Linked DNA regions of Gasterosteus aculeatus: region 1 is linked to region 2. Evidence: chromatin contacts called from public Hi-C data. All regions are on one chromosome and are shown on one strand. The core of a region is the stretch at or near the end of the contact, and the rest is flanking DNA. Distances in the headings are between cores, read along the strand shown.

Region 1 (7,762 bases), core at 4,110-6,609, 59 kb before region 2:
ACACATATAACAAACATACAACACACATACAACACACATAACAAACATACAACACACATACCACACATACAACACACATACAACACACATACAACACACATAACACACATACAACACATGTACAACACACATACAACAGATATACAACACATATGTAACACACATATAACACATATACAACACATCTCGTCACGCTGCTGTGTTGGCAAAGCGAGAGACGCACTGCGAAGCGCACAACCTGAGTGATCCACACACAGGGACACACACACACACACACACTTGTGTCCCTCATCGGCATGACGCCTAAACGCTCAATAAAAGCACCTTTGATACGAGTTTGGAAACGTGTAGAAAATACCGGCTCCAACACCTACGTGCGTAGAGAGGGTGCACGTTAACACACAGACACACACATGTGCTGCCCAAAGAAGACCGATTGGGGTCCGTGTGAGGAGAGAACGTTTCTCTGGCTCGAAACGTGAGCGTGATGACGTCATCGCTCCATGGGCGGCGTTTTCTGACTCCGGGGAAAAGAGCAACTTGGCTCCGGATCCTCTTCAGTGGGCTTCATTAGAGGAAACCACACACACACACACACACACACACACACACACACACACACGCACACACACACAAATGGTTCTAATCTTCTACATTTACAGAAGATTTGAACAAACAATCGAAAGCCTTCTGACCCGTCAAGATGCATTCGCTCATTCGCACCCATCGCCGCCATGCAAAGCGCCCGTCGGCCCGTCGGGGTTTCACGTCGCCGTGGCAACAGGCAAACTAACGATGAGGCCGTTTGAGGGAACGCGCTGCAGTGGCACGTGAACTTCGTGCATGTCACCATTTGATTGCTGATTTGATTCTGTCCATTTTGCCCATTTGCTACGTGACCACAGACAACAACAACAACAACTGCCTCTGGCGTGACAACCTGCGTGATGAAGCAACCCTCCATTCTGCAGCGAGCTCCACTGCACAGGAAATATGGCCGCTGTCAAATTCGGGTCCAATGTATTCATCATGGCCGGGCCCGTTTCTCTCGCTCAGCATCAATGAAGAGCTGATGTCAGAAACGGACCGGCGCTCTTCCTCGGCGCTGCGCTCGCCTGCTTTAACGAGCTCTCAGACGGGTGATGTGTTGGTTTTAACACGGATGGAAACATGCCGCTGCTGTCGGATGGAAAGTAAAGAACTCGCTGCGGCTCCACGGAGGGAAATGTCGGTTTGAAGCAGCGTACCTGTAGTAAGTCTTTACGTAAAACATTTTCTGGTTGGACAACATGTCCGACTTCTTCACATGAATAATTCAACAGGAGGAAAATATTCACCATCAACGTTGACAACAACGCTGTGGTAACAAACAGCCTGACGGACCGTTGACTCTAAACGGACATCATGCTGGATAGAAGAGAACATGAAACATTGCGTAAAGTCTCTCTGCTCGTCCTTTTCTCGGCCTTCCTGGTCATCGGTACCTTCGTTTCCTCCGTCCTCCTCTTCCTCTGTGTCCTCCGCACAGGGGACGTCTGATGAGAGACATCTCATCTCTGTCACATCCGGACACGAGTTCAACCACTGAACCATTATTATTCTTCCGCAGCGGCAAACCAATGACGTCAAACCGATCCGAACTGGCACAATTCCACCTTTTATTTGTCCCTCGTGCTTTTGAGTGGACGCTGTTATCGTGGTGAATATCATTCAGTGGTTGACAGACTGGCTCAGGGATCGGGCCTTCGCCATGAATGCAAACGAATAACTTGACGGGGATAATCGAGTATGAACCAAGACTCAACATGAGTCAACGTGAGCAGTGACTCAGGGATGCATGGAGGCGCTTCAGCTCTTATGTTGTGTCTCTGCAGCTGCTTGGACGCTAACCAGCAAAGGGCAGCTGGTTATCGTACGTCATTGTGCTCCTTTGACTTTGGCTTCATCCATAATTAAATGCACATAAATCAGCCTGTCAGTCAGCGCTAATGTGAGGCGGCTGAATGACATTTTAACGAGTCGGGGCTATTCGGGGTTCACAGCGACCCACCAGGTACGCATCGCCATCGCTCATACCGGGCAGCTCATTACCGCTCCTGCAAGCCCCGCCCCGTCCCTCGCAACTCTCCTCGCGGCCCCGCCCCCTCGCATTGATGTACTTTCTTTCTTTGACCTTTTACAAGCCAGAGAGGCACATCGCCCACAGTAACTTAAACCGAGATCATATCGGCAATTTAATCAGCTGATTAAACGTCCTTAAACATGAGCATGAACTTTGACCGGCATCAGGTCCTTCTCACCTCGGCAGAGTCAGAATGAGAAGTTGACTCGTGCAGCAGCAAGCGACCTCGTGTACTTTCTGAAATAAGTCATAATGTTAAACGATATCTGGGCCAGACGTCGGTGTCTGAAATCTGCATTCTGTGTAGAAACCAGCAGGGGGCGACTCCTCTGCTCCCATAGACGTCTATGAGGAAATGACTCTACTTCTCTGTAGTGACCAGCAGGGGGCGACTCCTCTGCTCCCATAGACGTCTATGAGGAAATGTCTCTACTTCTCTGTAGTGACCAGCAGGGGGCGACTCCTCTGCTCACATAGACGTCTATGAGGAAATGACTCTACTTCTCTGTAGTGACCAGCAGGGGGCGACTCCTCTGCTCCCATAGACGTCTATGAGGAAATGACTCTACTTCTCTGTAGTGACCAGCAGGGGGCGACTCCTCTGCTCCCATAGACGTCTATGAGGAAATGACTCTACTTCTCTGTAGTGACCAGCAGGGGGCGACTCCTCTGCTCCCATAGACGTCTATGAGGAAATGACTCTACTTCTCTGTAGTGACCAGCAGGGGGCGACTCCTCTGCTCCCATAGACGTCTATGAGGAAATGACTCTACTTCTCTGTAGTGACCAGCAGGGGGCGACTCCTCTGCTCCCATAGACGTCTATGAGGAAATGACTCTACTTCTCTGTAGTGACCAGCAGGGGGCGACTCCTCTGCTCCCATAGACGTCTATGAGGAAATGACTCTACTTCTCTCTTGATTTGTTCCCTCAGTAAACATTGTAAACATGAGTTTATGGTCTCAGTCTCTAGTTTCAAGTCTTCTTCAACACAACATATGTTCATTTAGTAAATGATGGTCCATTCAGAGTCAGACAGACTCTTGTTTTCTTTAACTGTCCAGAAGGAACTTTGTGGTCCAACGCTGATCTCGTGTGGACGTCGGTGTGATTGCATCTCTCTGGTCTTCATCAGCCTCACAGTGTTTCTGAATAAATACTTGGTTTAATGGTGAGATTCTTGTCAAGAAAATAACGGTTTACAAATTTACAGAAACCTGAAACACAAAATGTGTGTTTTTATAAAAAAAACTGAGTTCTTGATCATGTTTTTATTTTATGCTCATTTATTTTGGAAATCGGCTAGAGATCCACCAATCGAGAGCTAGGAGATTTATCATGTAGCCTTAGCATGTAGCTTTAGCATGTAGCTGGAGAATTAATGTCTTTAATTTTATTTGATACAACTTAACAATTTATTTCACAGATTCATCAACGTATTTCCAGTGGTTGGTTATTTCTTTATTATGTACCTTGAATATGATTTTTTAATTTTCAAATGTACGTGTTTTGACAATGACAGCAACCCACTGACCAATGTTTCCATGGTAACCGAGACCCCGGCTGACCAGTGTTTCCATGGTCGAGACCATTAACACAACATCAGGCATTCTGGTTGTCATTCAACAACACTGAGATTCATGCCTTCATTTAGTCATTGAGCACAGTTCAAATCAAATTCAAACATTCGTTCGACCGAGGTGCCAGATTTAATATTTCAAACACTAATTCAATGAGGAATCAACAATATGCAATATGATAAGTTAAGATATAGAGGAGTAATGCAATCCCTCTGCTCTCGCCTTTAAAATAGATTTCACTGACACAAATGAGGCGACGCTCATCGAGAAACAATCTAGAAAATGTACCATTTGATCAAAGAAGGTTTTTTAGATACATGCAGTGAGAAATATTTAAAGAAACACGTCAGTAAAGAAACATGAGCAGTTTAAAGCTGATGCATCTCCTTCCTCTTTGATATCAGTGTGACTGTAACAGCAGAAAGAAGACACACACAAGCTCTGCAGGAAATGTGTGAGACGCACCAAGAAGTCGCACAACTACACATCACACATTGTTACACTTCACACTGCACGACCTGCCGCAAAGTCACCAGAGATATGAACAATTCTTATTGCACTCGGCGCACTAGTGCTCGACTTCTTCATCTTCGTGCTGCCGGGCGCCATCTTGTGTCCGGCGGGGGGGGGCCACATCGGTTCCAGCAGAACGTGAGGACGGAGCAGGGAGAGGAGGGGGCGGGGGGGGGGGGGAGAGGTAATGGACAAACTTTTTTAAAAAAAAATCACTTTTAGAATGCGTGCACATTAAAGACGTGAAGCGACTGTCGCAGGGATCTCTTCCACCGCGGAGCTACGCTGCAGCTGAGGGTGGAATGGGTTTCTCCACTGCTCTGCTCTGCCTCCTCCACCTGCACCAGCACCCAGTATGGAGCACTGGGCTGAACTGGGAGAGGAGGCACGGGGCTCTTTACAGGACACACGTGAAAATAACAACAAGTCTACACACAGTGCTACAGCTGCACATTAGTTTAAAAGTAAACGATGCAAACACAAAATAGAAGTAGTTTTTGAACTACGGATAATTACATGTTTGTCAATGAGTTGATTGTAATGGTCTTGAATGCTAAGAGTTATCATCACAGGGTGATTACAAATAAGTACTAATAAGGATGTGCTCTCAAAATATGAAGCAGTTGAGGATCATTTTTTTTGCAGTAAATGACGTGGACTCAAAAAGGAAAAATGTGTGTTTCTACGTAAACAAAATGTAGCAGAAATCACATTTAAATAAAACATTATTGTTAGTAGCGTAGCACAGATGACGTCATGGCTGGAGCCGAGCATTTATACCTCGTATGAGCCACCAGATGACGCCGTTACATTGGCGTTGCTCCTTCCGAATGTCGTCATTCTGCATAAACGGCCTTGATTCCGTCATTTAGGACGACGCTCCGCACAAATAACTCAAGCGTCTTCACGGATGAGGTTCATCATTTAGAAATGAGGCGAAAGTCGCCACAAATGATGACGTTTGGGGTTAAATGCGTCACTTACCGCTGCGCAGTCCGACTAGTTGTGTCGCTGCAGTCATGGAGGATGGAAAGGTCTGGAAAGAGAGAGAGGGAGAGAGAGAGAGAGAGAGAGAGACATACAGCGAGAGAGAGAGAGACATACAGCGAGAGAGAGGGAGAGAGAGAGAGAGAGAGAGAGAGATACAGCGAGAGAGAGAGAGAGAGAGAGAGAGAGAGAGAGGGAGAGGGATAAAGACGGGATAGAAAAAGAGGGAGGAGAGTAACGGGTGGTACTGCGTAGCATCCCTCAGGGGTTGCCAGGTTTACAGTTTATCCGCCTACGGCGAGTGACGCATTTAGCACGCATGCGCAGTAGGCAAAGGGCTGATGAATCACTGTTTACGTACATAAGGTAACAGAATGGAGGAACTATTACATCGTTATGTAACTCGTTACAGGTTTAATGGCATCCAGAGCTGTTTATGACCACATCGTTTTGGTATTTTGTTCAAGTGTAAATAAGACGTATGTTTACCTTCATTTTTCATATCTTGAGTACATTTAGCTAATCCTTCCTGCTTTATTAACTCACGACCACTCGTCACATGCATGCGGCCCCGCGCTTCCCTCTGAAAGCGCGCGTTTCTCCGTGTTTCTCACGGACCTGGCAACCTCCGCACCCGGCGTGACGACACGACGCAGACACAGGAGCGATGGCGGACGAAGTAGAGCAGGTTGGAACCGCCGCGTCAAACTGCGGTTAATTTCTCGCCCGGCGTGTGTTCAGCGACCCTGGGAGGAGGCCGGGGGGCGTTCGACCCGTGAGCCGGTTTCCAGTGGGATCATCGTGCCCCTTTTGTTAGGTTTTACCCCGTAAACCGCGCGCCGCGGCCTGCAGGGGCTAGCTGCGTTAGCCCGGGCTAGCATCAATGCTAACCGTCAAAATGACCCAACGTGTGTTATTGGCGGCGCTGTTCAGTTAAACGTCACGTAGCACCGAGCTACTCAGCATTCATATACATGTATTGTTTAATTTGCGCGGTAACAACTGGAAAGAGTTTGACCCGTTTCAATTGTTTTAGTGAAAATATTCAAATGTGACGTTAATTGTCGTTTAATGCTCACCTATGAAATGAAAATACGTCTCCACGGTTCCATCTTTTCATTCACGCTTTGACGTTAATTTGGTTCTGCTTTACTTTCTCTACATTGTGGTTTCATAGCATGTGTTGGATGAATATGGCACTACAGGTGTTAAATCAGTCACACATGTTTTACTTTATTAGAAGACATTTGACGGACAAACCCGAAGGTATCCGCTTTCTGTGCGCATGCGCAGACACACCTGCTATACGCGTTCTCAGATTTTTGCAGTCATTTTCTTTTGATTCCAAGAAACCGATGAACAGGACATGAATCTATAAGTCACGTGTGTCTAACTGACGTCCTCTCGCTGGCAGCAACCGACTACCAACACGGTGGAGGAGCCGCTGGATCTGATCCGACTCAGTCTGGACGAGAGGATCTACGTCAAGATGAGGAACGACCGGGAGCTCCGCGGGCGCCTGCATGTAAGACGCACACGCAGTAATTACTGTTACGGGTGAAACTGAACTTCCCAGTTGATGTCCGTGGTTTTCCCTCCCCAGGCTTACGATCAGCACCTCAACATGATCCTGGGCGACGTGGAGGAGACGGTGACCACGGTGGAGATCGACGAGGAGACCTACGAGGAACTGTACAAGGTAGGACACGGGTTCCTTCGTCTCTGAGGTTCCGTTGCAGCTGCTGGGACCAAAGTCTTGATACGTTCGGTATAAACAACTATTAACCTAAATATTTGAATTGTCCCCTCTGCAGTCCACCAAGAGAAACATCCCCATGCTGTTCGTCCGGGGGGACGGCGTCGTCCTCGTAGCTCCGCCCCTCAGGGTGGGCTAATCCTCAACCACTTCCCGGTGCGAGGGGCAGCTGGGATGTTTCTACCCTTGGGGGGAGGGGAGGAGGGGGGGTACGCTCCAGCCTCCATCAGGTTCCTCCTCTGTCATCATTCACAAGGATTTCAAACATGTCTTCACTCAAAGAAAGGAAGAAACGGGCAACGAGAAGCCTTATTTCAGTTTTTATTTGGGCCCGATGTTGTCGATGGGTGATTTGCCCATCTGAGGTCCGTCTCAGTACCCTCGCTGGTTGTGCCCAGTAGAGCCCTTCATAAACCCCCCGTGATCGAGCTTTATTCTGAAGAAATCGCTCCAGATGTGTTTGTGAACTCTCTTTGGGCCCAGATGTGTCGAGTATTAAGAGCAGTTTTATTTTTAATTCTCAAGTGAAACCTTTTTTTTTTTTTTTATTCGTTTGTAGATTCTCCGAACTCTCGATCTGTGAGAACTTGAGACGTTTGAGTTCCTCCGGGACGCTTTTACTTTCTTTTTATATATTATATTTTTGTAGTGTCTTGTGGGACTGGAGAGTGCGTCATGTGAACATTTTCAACATTTGGTTTTGGTAACTTGAATAAAAAAGGTTGTTTGAAAAGAAAAGTGTCTTTGAAGTGTGAGTTAGTTCTTTATCACTAATGGATGATGATTAGAGACAAATCAGAGGACG
Region 2 (7,232 bases), core at 503-3,002:
GCCGGCGTCCAGGCCCGAGCCGTCCCAGGACTCCATGGCCGAGTCCACGCTGGGGACGGTGGTGGAGTAGAGCTCCGACAGCTTGCTGGTCTGCTGGCTGTCCGTCAGGTCGTCCTCCTCGGGGTCACTCAGCTCGTTCTCCGTGGCGTCCTCGCCCTCGGCCGCTTTCCTCTCCTCTGCGTCTGGGAGTTTGAAGGAGACGTTTTGTTTTGACACCTTTTACACCTGAGGCCAAGGTGTGTGTGTGTGTGTGTGTGTGTGTGTGCGTGTGTTGTGTCGTGGTGTCGTTACCGTCACTCAGGCTGTCGAGCTGCTTCTTAATCTTCAGGGTGACCGTCTCCCCGGCCATCTGCAGCAGGTGGATGGCTTCGCTCAGCGGTTTGCCCTTCAGACTCACGCTGTTGATGGCCAGGATCCGATCCCCTACGTGGATAGCCCCTGTCCTGGACACGCACACGCACACGCACACACACACACACACACACGGTGAGTCTAATACATCGCCAGCAAGCAGGAGATCAAAAGTACATCGCCATCCACCCAATAACGTGCTGTCAGTCCAGATGAATCTGTCCTTTTCCTTCTGCTTATACAGACTCAGGTTGTGTGGGGGGGGGGACGGGGGGACGGGGGGACGGGGGGGGGGATCAGCCTGCTCTGATGGAGCCGTGTTGTCTCCCCGTGCACCACGTGCACCTCAGAGATCGCAGGAAGAAGCAGTCGCTGCGATCGTGTTCGTTCCGGTCATTTACGGGCTGTCAGCCAACAGGAAGTGGAGCGGGAGGTGGAGGTCACTGCGTGCGTTGTGTGGAAGCGTGTCGGGGGGCCGAGCGGATGCTCATGACTCTTATGTCACGGCCCCTTCGCTCTGGTTACTGTGGTTACCAGTCCTTATCTCTTATTGTTTCACATCTGTCGGGTCGTCTTCATCCTCATCTTACTTCCTGTGGCTTCTGGATGGGATCGTAACACAACGTAACACAATCCAAGTAGAGCAGACTTTATATATACTCTAATATATATATATATATATATATATATATACATATATCTGTATATATCTGGCACCAGAGACAGAAAAGCCTCAGAGACAGAAGAAGAAATGTCCTCCATGCGACTGGGACACATGAGAGGGTGCGAACGTGGGACCGCCGCCAACGCAAACCTCCCCCTCCCAGGACAGGATTCCAGAGCTCTGAGGAATGGCGTGTTCACCGATCTAAATATAAAAGGCCATGGAAACACAGACCAGCTGAGATTAGCTCGTGTGTTTTGATGCTTTTTAAGTGCCTTATCAGAGTCACGCAGTAGAACAACGCTTGAGTGACGGGACACAATGTTCCTCATCGCCGACCCGGTAGGAGGAACATCGTGTCCTTCGATCTATTTAACTCAGATAAAGGAATTCTCCTCAGCGTTGCTGTTGTTGTGGTTTCACAATGAGGATGAAGACAAGAAGTTATGGTTTAATTCCATATCTCGTAAATGGATAACGGCCCAGAAGTAGCGTGCGTGTGCGTGCGTGTGCGTGTGCGTGCGTGTGCGTGCGTGTGCGTGTGCGTGCACCTCTCAGCCAGGCCCCTCTTGGTCAGGCCCGATATCGTGATGGGGTCGAAGGGCTCCTCGGTGCCGGAGATGGTGATACCCAGAGGGCCTCCGTAGCGCTTCAGCTCCACCGTGTAGATGATGCTGCCCGACGTCTCCTGCTCATCTGATGCACACACACACACACACACACACACACGTTAAGACCTATTCAGTCCACCGTGTGATACCGCATCACGTTATAAGATCATGCAAAATGCTTCTACGCAGAAGTGGGTCAAAACTCCTTCCAGAGACAACAAAGGCAAAGAAGACACTGTTTCCATGGCAACTGGGGGAAAAGAACGCCTTGTCACCGTGGAGCATGAACACATAATGTAACATATTTACACCCCGCGTGAGTCCGTGTGCACGGGTCATATCATCCGAGTCATAGTCGGGATTACACGACCTCGTGTCATTGTGTTTCTTTACACGGCGCCACACACACACGTGTTGATTGAATCCACCTGTCGTTTCCAAGAAGTGAAACGGGTCCTCGACTGGTACAAAATGTAAAACCCAACCAGCATTTATCATCTCAGTCCATTCCTTCCTCTTCCTTAACGCTACGGGTCTCGGGGCCTTTAATAGATTGCGTTTAGGCGCACGTCTCTGATTGACCACGCAGGAGCCGCCTCAGGAGTCCAGCAGAGGGCGACAGCGGCCCCCCGTGGCCAACAGCTGCTACTGCATCTCCTCAAAGCTGCTGCTGAGCCAGGCCAACATGTGTTTAACCACATATAAGAAACAACAAAGCATCTGGAGACGAGTTTCCCTCGTGGAATCACCCCCCCGCCCCGTTTACCCGAGTTGTCTTCGTCTTTGCGTATCTTCAGCTTCACCAGCTCCTCGCACTGCTGCAGGATCTGCTCGGCGTCCTCCCTGGAGCAGTTCTCCAGCCGCACGTTGTCGATGGCCAGCAGCTTGTCGCCGGGCTCCAGCGTCCCTGTTCTGCAGGAGGGTGGAACCGTGTTAGCACTCGCAGAGCGGCGGTGCTGATCAGCAATCGGTGGACTGAGGTACCTGTGGGCCATGCTGCCCTTCTTGATGTCAGAAATGATGAGCGCCTCTCCTTGCTTCTTACTGGCTGCGGACGAGGACGACATCACACGGTGACACAGAGCGTTGATTTCAAATATACACAAGCCACATTATTGTTAACGAATATGATAATAGTTACAATGACAATATCATAACAGAAGATCCTCCTCCTCCTCCTCCACCCTGTAGGATGCAGTTTAATACGTGATGATACGTTGATCTTTCTCTCGGATCATTACAGCTGTATATAAATATACATACTATAGTGTGTTATTAAGGTGTGCGGGTCCTCTCCCGGTCAGCAGTGAACTCTTATACTCAGAAGGTGGCTCCATCGCACCATCCTCTGCCTCAGTTATTCACACAGCAGCATCGTGAAGTCAAAATATAAACCTCTTTTTGATTTGGCTCATAAATGCAGCTTGATGCCACCAAATATCACTTTATGATGTATTATTACAGATAAAGTAATGAAGCCTTCACATTGTTACACAACTACGTTCACTCTTAGTGCATCGACTTTATTTGAATTCTAATACTTTTACTTTGACGTACAGTGGAGTACTTCTACACAGTTCTCTCTGTAATACTTATTGATGTACTTCAACGTCTTCTATCCAAATATTCAAATCAGCTGTCACTCGCCAATGTCACGCTCGCCCGACCGGAGGCCGATCACGGCAAGGAAGAGGCGGGCTTACGTTGCCGGTGACTTCCTGCCTCGACATCGTTGAGGTGATTGACAGCTACGGCGAACCATGTGGCGTGCGTGTTCTTACCACTGATGGTGAGCCCCAGCTCCACCCCTCTTTTCTTGGGCAGTTTGACGTGGAACGTCCCGCTGCTCGGCACCACCGACTCTGAGACACAAACACACGCGACAATACGAACACGTCCTCTCCTCTTTCGTTCCACAGACGTTGCTGTGCCTCAGAGCGCCAGCAAGTAGACGACGTTTAACACGTTATTTTCAGAGTAACGGTCTCGCTGGGGATTCGCCGGCATCGCGGTTCAACGGCAGGCTGAGGAACTCTACCTCTGTTTAGAGATAATGACTTCTGACTCATTAAGTGATGCAACATCATGAAAGGCAACAAAGGAAAAGGCGGACGAGTAACCGGCGAGCTGCGATGAAGAGGAGATCACGAGGAGCAACAGGTACTGATAAGAGGTTTGCATGTATAGACGTTGCAACGAAGCTCCGTGTTTATATTTCAGCTTCTGCTTCCTGTCACGTGAGGACTCAACGGGCTTTAGAGTCACAATTAAACAAGCGTGTGTGTGTTTTTATCTTTAGCGGTCAGAAGGACTCGCCACGCTCAGCGGGCTGAACACTGGCTTTAAATGGCGTTAAACACCAAGGAGGAGCTTTGACGGGCATCGTGGACAACGGGAGACACACTGCGTCGACGCGTCAATGAGCTTTTGCCGACAGCTTCGGCCTATTTCCACCGACTTCACGGACCTGCAACGTCGAACTCTACGTCCAGCGAGACCTTGTTGGTCAGCGCCGCGTCCCGCAGCAGCTGATTGGCCTCCTCCAGGGTTCCGTCTTCCGTGGGGATCCCGTTGATTGACAGGAGGCGGTCTCCGACCTGCAGCAGGCCGCACCTGCAACGGGGGGGGGGGGGGGGGGGGGGTTACCGCGGCGATGAGGAGGCGAGGAAGCATTCGACGGCCGGGTCGATACGCAGCGGTTTAGGCAGCCATGATATCCACATATCCAGGAGGCCACTGGTGGGCCAATAAGGGATCATCGAGAAAAACATTCAGAAATAAAACATGTTTATCATCCGTGACTGTTTGAATGTGATGAAACGCTCACTAAAGGGGAAAGCAGAAGGGAAACGCGGCGGCGTACTAATCCTCACAGTGAGAATGTCTGTGATTTTGTTAAACAGAAGAAAGCAGAAGAGACCTCAGACCCCCTGTTGTGTCACCGCATTCTATCAGCGATTGCAGATTTAAATGCTGCTGATTTTAAAGATTCACCGAAACATCCACCATCTAGAAACCGAGGAAGTCGGTTCTGAAAGGAGAAAAAGCAGGTCGGGTTTGAGCGCTGAAGTGCTTCATTATGAAAACAGCGTGTTTGATAAACTCACCGGACACTAATGGCTCCTCCTCCTTTCTAAAACCACACAGTTAGCTTAGCATGAATAATTAACACTTGTGTTTTTAAAGGTTCATCATCATGGCGTTATACCATATTAAAACAGTGGCATTGACCTGCCAATCACAGTAAGCCCCGCCCCATTAAATATTAAATTACCTATCGAGGCCGTCTGCATCGTTTCGCTGTGGCTTCTTTTTTCCCTCTAATTATTTATTTATATATAGATATCTACGGTGAGAAATACATTCACCTTTCATCTAGATTCCTTTGCTCTTTATTTCTTTCTGCTGCTTTTCATAAACCTTCTTCTTCTGCCACAACGAACCTCAGGCTGTGGTGAAGACTTCAAACTAGAGACTGAGACCAGACGTCTATGGGAGCAGAGGAGTCGCCCCCTGCTGGTCACTACAGAGAAGTAGAGTCATTTCCTCATAGACGTCTATGGGAGCAGAGGAGTCGCCCCCTGCTGGTCACTACAGAGAAGTAGAGTCATTTCCTCATAGACGTCTATGGGAGCAGAGGAGTCGCCCCCTGCTGGTCACTACAGAGAAGTAGAGTCATTTCCTCATAGACGTCTATGGGAGCAGAGGAGTCGCCCCCTGCTGGTCACTACAGAGAAGTAGAGTCATTTCCTCATAGACGTCTATGGGAGCAGAGGAGTCGCCCCCTGCTGGTCACTACAGAGAAGTAGAGTCATTTCCTCATAGACGTCTATGGGAGCAGAGGAGTCGCCCCCTGCTGGTCACTACAGAGAAGTAGAGTCATTTCCTCATAGACGTCTATGGGAGCAGAGGAGTCGCCCCCTGCTGGTCACTACAGAGAAGTAGAGTCATTTCCTCATAGACGTCTATGGGAGCAGAGGAGTCGCCCCCTGCTGGTCACTACAGAGAAGTAGAGTCATTTCCTCATAGACGTCTATGGGAGCAGAGGAGTCGCCCCCTGCTGGTCACTACAGAGAAGTAGAGTCATTTCCTCATAGACGTCTATGGGAGCAGAGGAGTCGCCCCCTGCTGGTCACTACAGAGAAGTAGAGTCATTTCCTCATAGACGTCTATGGGAGCAGAGGTCTAATACGACATAAAATGAGCAATAACTGTAATAAATACAGGATAAAACGTGTTGTAACTTGTGGTTCCAATGACTGTTACGTGTAACTCAGAGTACTGTGAAGCTGTTTATTGGGTTTGGTGGGGGGGTTCGGTGCGGGGGGGTACTTATCGATTCCTCCTGCGTGGGCGAGGGGAAGCTAACTAATTAGTGCAGCACTTAGAGAGGCTGTTAATACGACCGGAACATCAACCAGGGGACGACACACACACACACACACACACACACACACACACACACACACACACACACACACACACACCATGCGGACACAATCGAGATTTCATTTCATTTCAATCGACAGTTCATTTAGGTTTCAGCACACACACTTAACACTTAAAAACATCCTGCTGGTGCACATGTCCACACGCATGTGACCTACACACAACTGCACAGGGTCGTGGTCAAGCTGCAGTCGGCCCCGTCGCCTTATTGAGGGACGGAAGTGACGTCCCAAAATAAAAGCCTCACTTAAACCATTTTTTTTCAGAAGTTCTCCACCGGGAAGTGAACCCGAGTGGCCCCCCAGGCGAGGAACCCACAGACGTCGCCTCACCTCTCTGCCGAGCTGTCGGGCTCAATGAAGCGGATGAGCGGCGGGGCGGACAGCGTCTCCGTGGCGAATATTCCCCCCTGCAGCTGCACGCCGAAGCCGTTGAGCGGGTCGCCGGTCAGGACGACCTCGCTGGTCTCCACGTGAACCACCTGACCCCCCGGGCCCACCGAGCTGGACGCCAGGGACACTGGACACACAGAGCAGTACGTTTGTATCCTCGGCTACTCGCTTCCCTTCCGGGACGGGACATGATGCGGCGATAGAGACGGGGGGTTGGGGGGAGCTCACGGGAGCTTTTGTGCTCTTTCTTTCTCTGCCGCCGTTTGAGCAGCGAGTTGCGGGGGCTCATGGGCGCCGCCGCCCGGGGCAGCGTGCTGGAGCTCTGGCTGCTGGGGCCCGACGTGGTGGTGGAGCCGGGAGAGAAGCCGGCGGACACCAGAGCTGCCGAAAGAGAGGGAGGAAAGGTGGATAATCACCTGAGCAACAGCTCACACAGAGGCAGCGAGGGGGGTCGGGGAGTCGGGGGGTCGGGGGGGGGTCTTACTCTTGCAGTAGTCCAGGCTGGCGACGGTGTTGTTGTTGGAGGCGGTCCAGGACTTATTGAGGGTGGCGCTGGTGTTGCAGAGGGCGGAGTTTGATTGGTGGCAGTAGTTCACACAGGGGTCCCAGGAGTGCGGGTGGTCCGACTTCTGAACCTTCACTGGAACACACACAGTTGATTTGGTTTAGATTCTCTCCAGACGCCCCCCCCCCCCCCCCCCGGACCACATGGTGGAGCGCTTCAAAGGAGCTTCTGGAGTCTTAAATAAGTTGGGTAAAAATTTA

What was found. A called contact is a pair of places that touch in the nucleus more often than the background predicts.
Region 1: a contact with region 2 is called in a Hi-C map of skeletal muscle, with 9 times the contacts expected there. The contact joins the promoter of lsm3 here to the enhancer-like site in region 2. A contact is called at or near these places in 6 of 6 Hi-C or Micro-C datasets (blood and trunk muscle, liver, skeletal muscle and 2 more).

The regions. Positions count from the first base shown.
Region 1 is chr17:1,559,283-1,567,044 of fGasAcu3.hap1.1, reverse strand. lsm3 (LSM3 homolog, U6 small nuclear RNA and mRNA degradation associated) reads left to right here and starts at 5,359. Exons shown (of 5, transcript XM_040204328.2): 1 at 5,359-5,567; 2 at 5,792-5,889; 3 at 6,616-6,726; 4 at 6,805-6,900; 5 at 7,016-7,695. The coding sequence starts at 5,869. The coding sequence ends at 7,096. LOC120835419 (a long non-coding RNA gene) reads right to left here and starts at 5,794. Exons shown (of 3, transcript XR_013453280.1): 1 at 5,691-5,794; 2 at 5,199-5,250; 3 at 3,561-4,310.
Region 2 is chr17:1,496,756-1,503,987 of fGasAcu3.hap1.1, reverse strand. grip2b (glutamate receptor interacting protein 2b) reads right to left here. Exons shown (of 25, transcript XM_078092696.1): 10 at 6,952-7,107; 11 at 6,696-6,848; 12 at 6,408-6,594; 13 at 4,094-4,239; 14 at 3,408-3,488; 15 at 2,611-2,674; 16 at 2,393-2,538; 17 at 1,567-1,711; 18 at 292-443; 19 at 1-182. Among protein-coding and RNA genes, the nearest start is that of LOC120835766, 34 kb to the left of the region's middle. Within about 2 kb of position 1,752, at least 4 of the 9 cell types and tissues checked have open chromatin away from gene starts, as enhancers often do.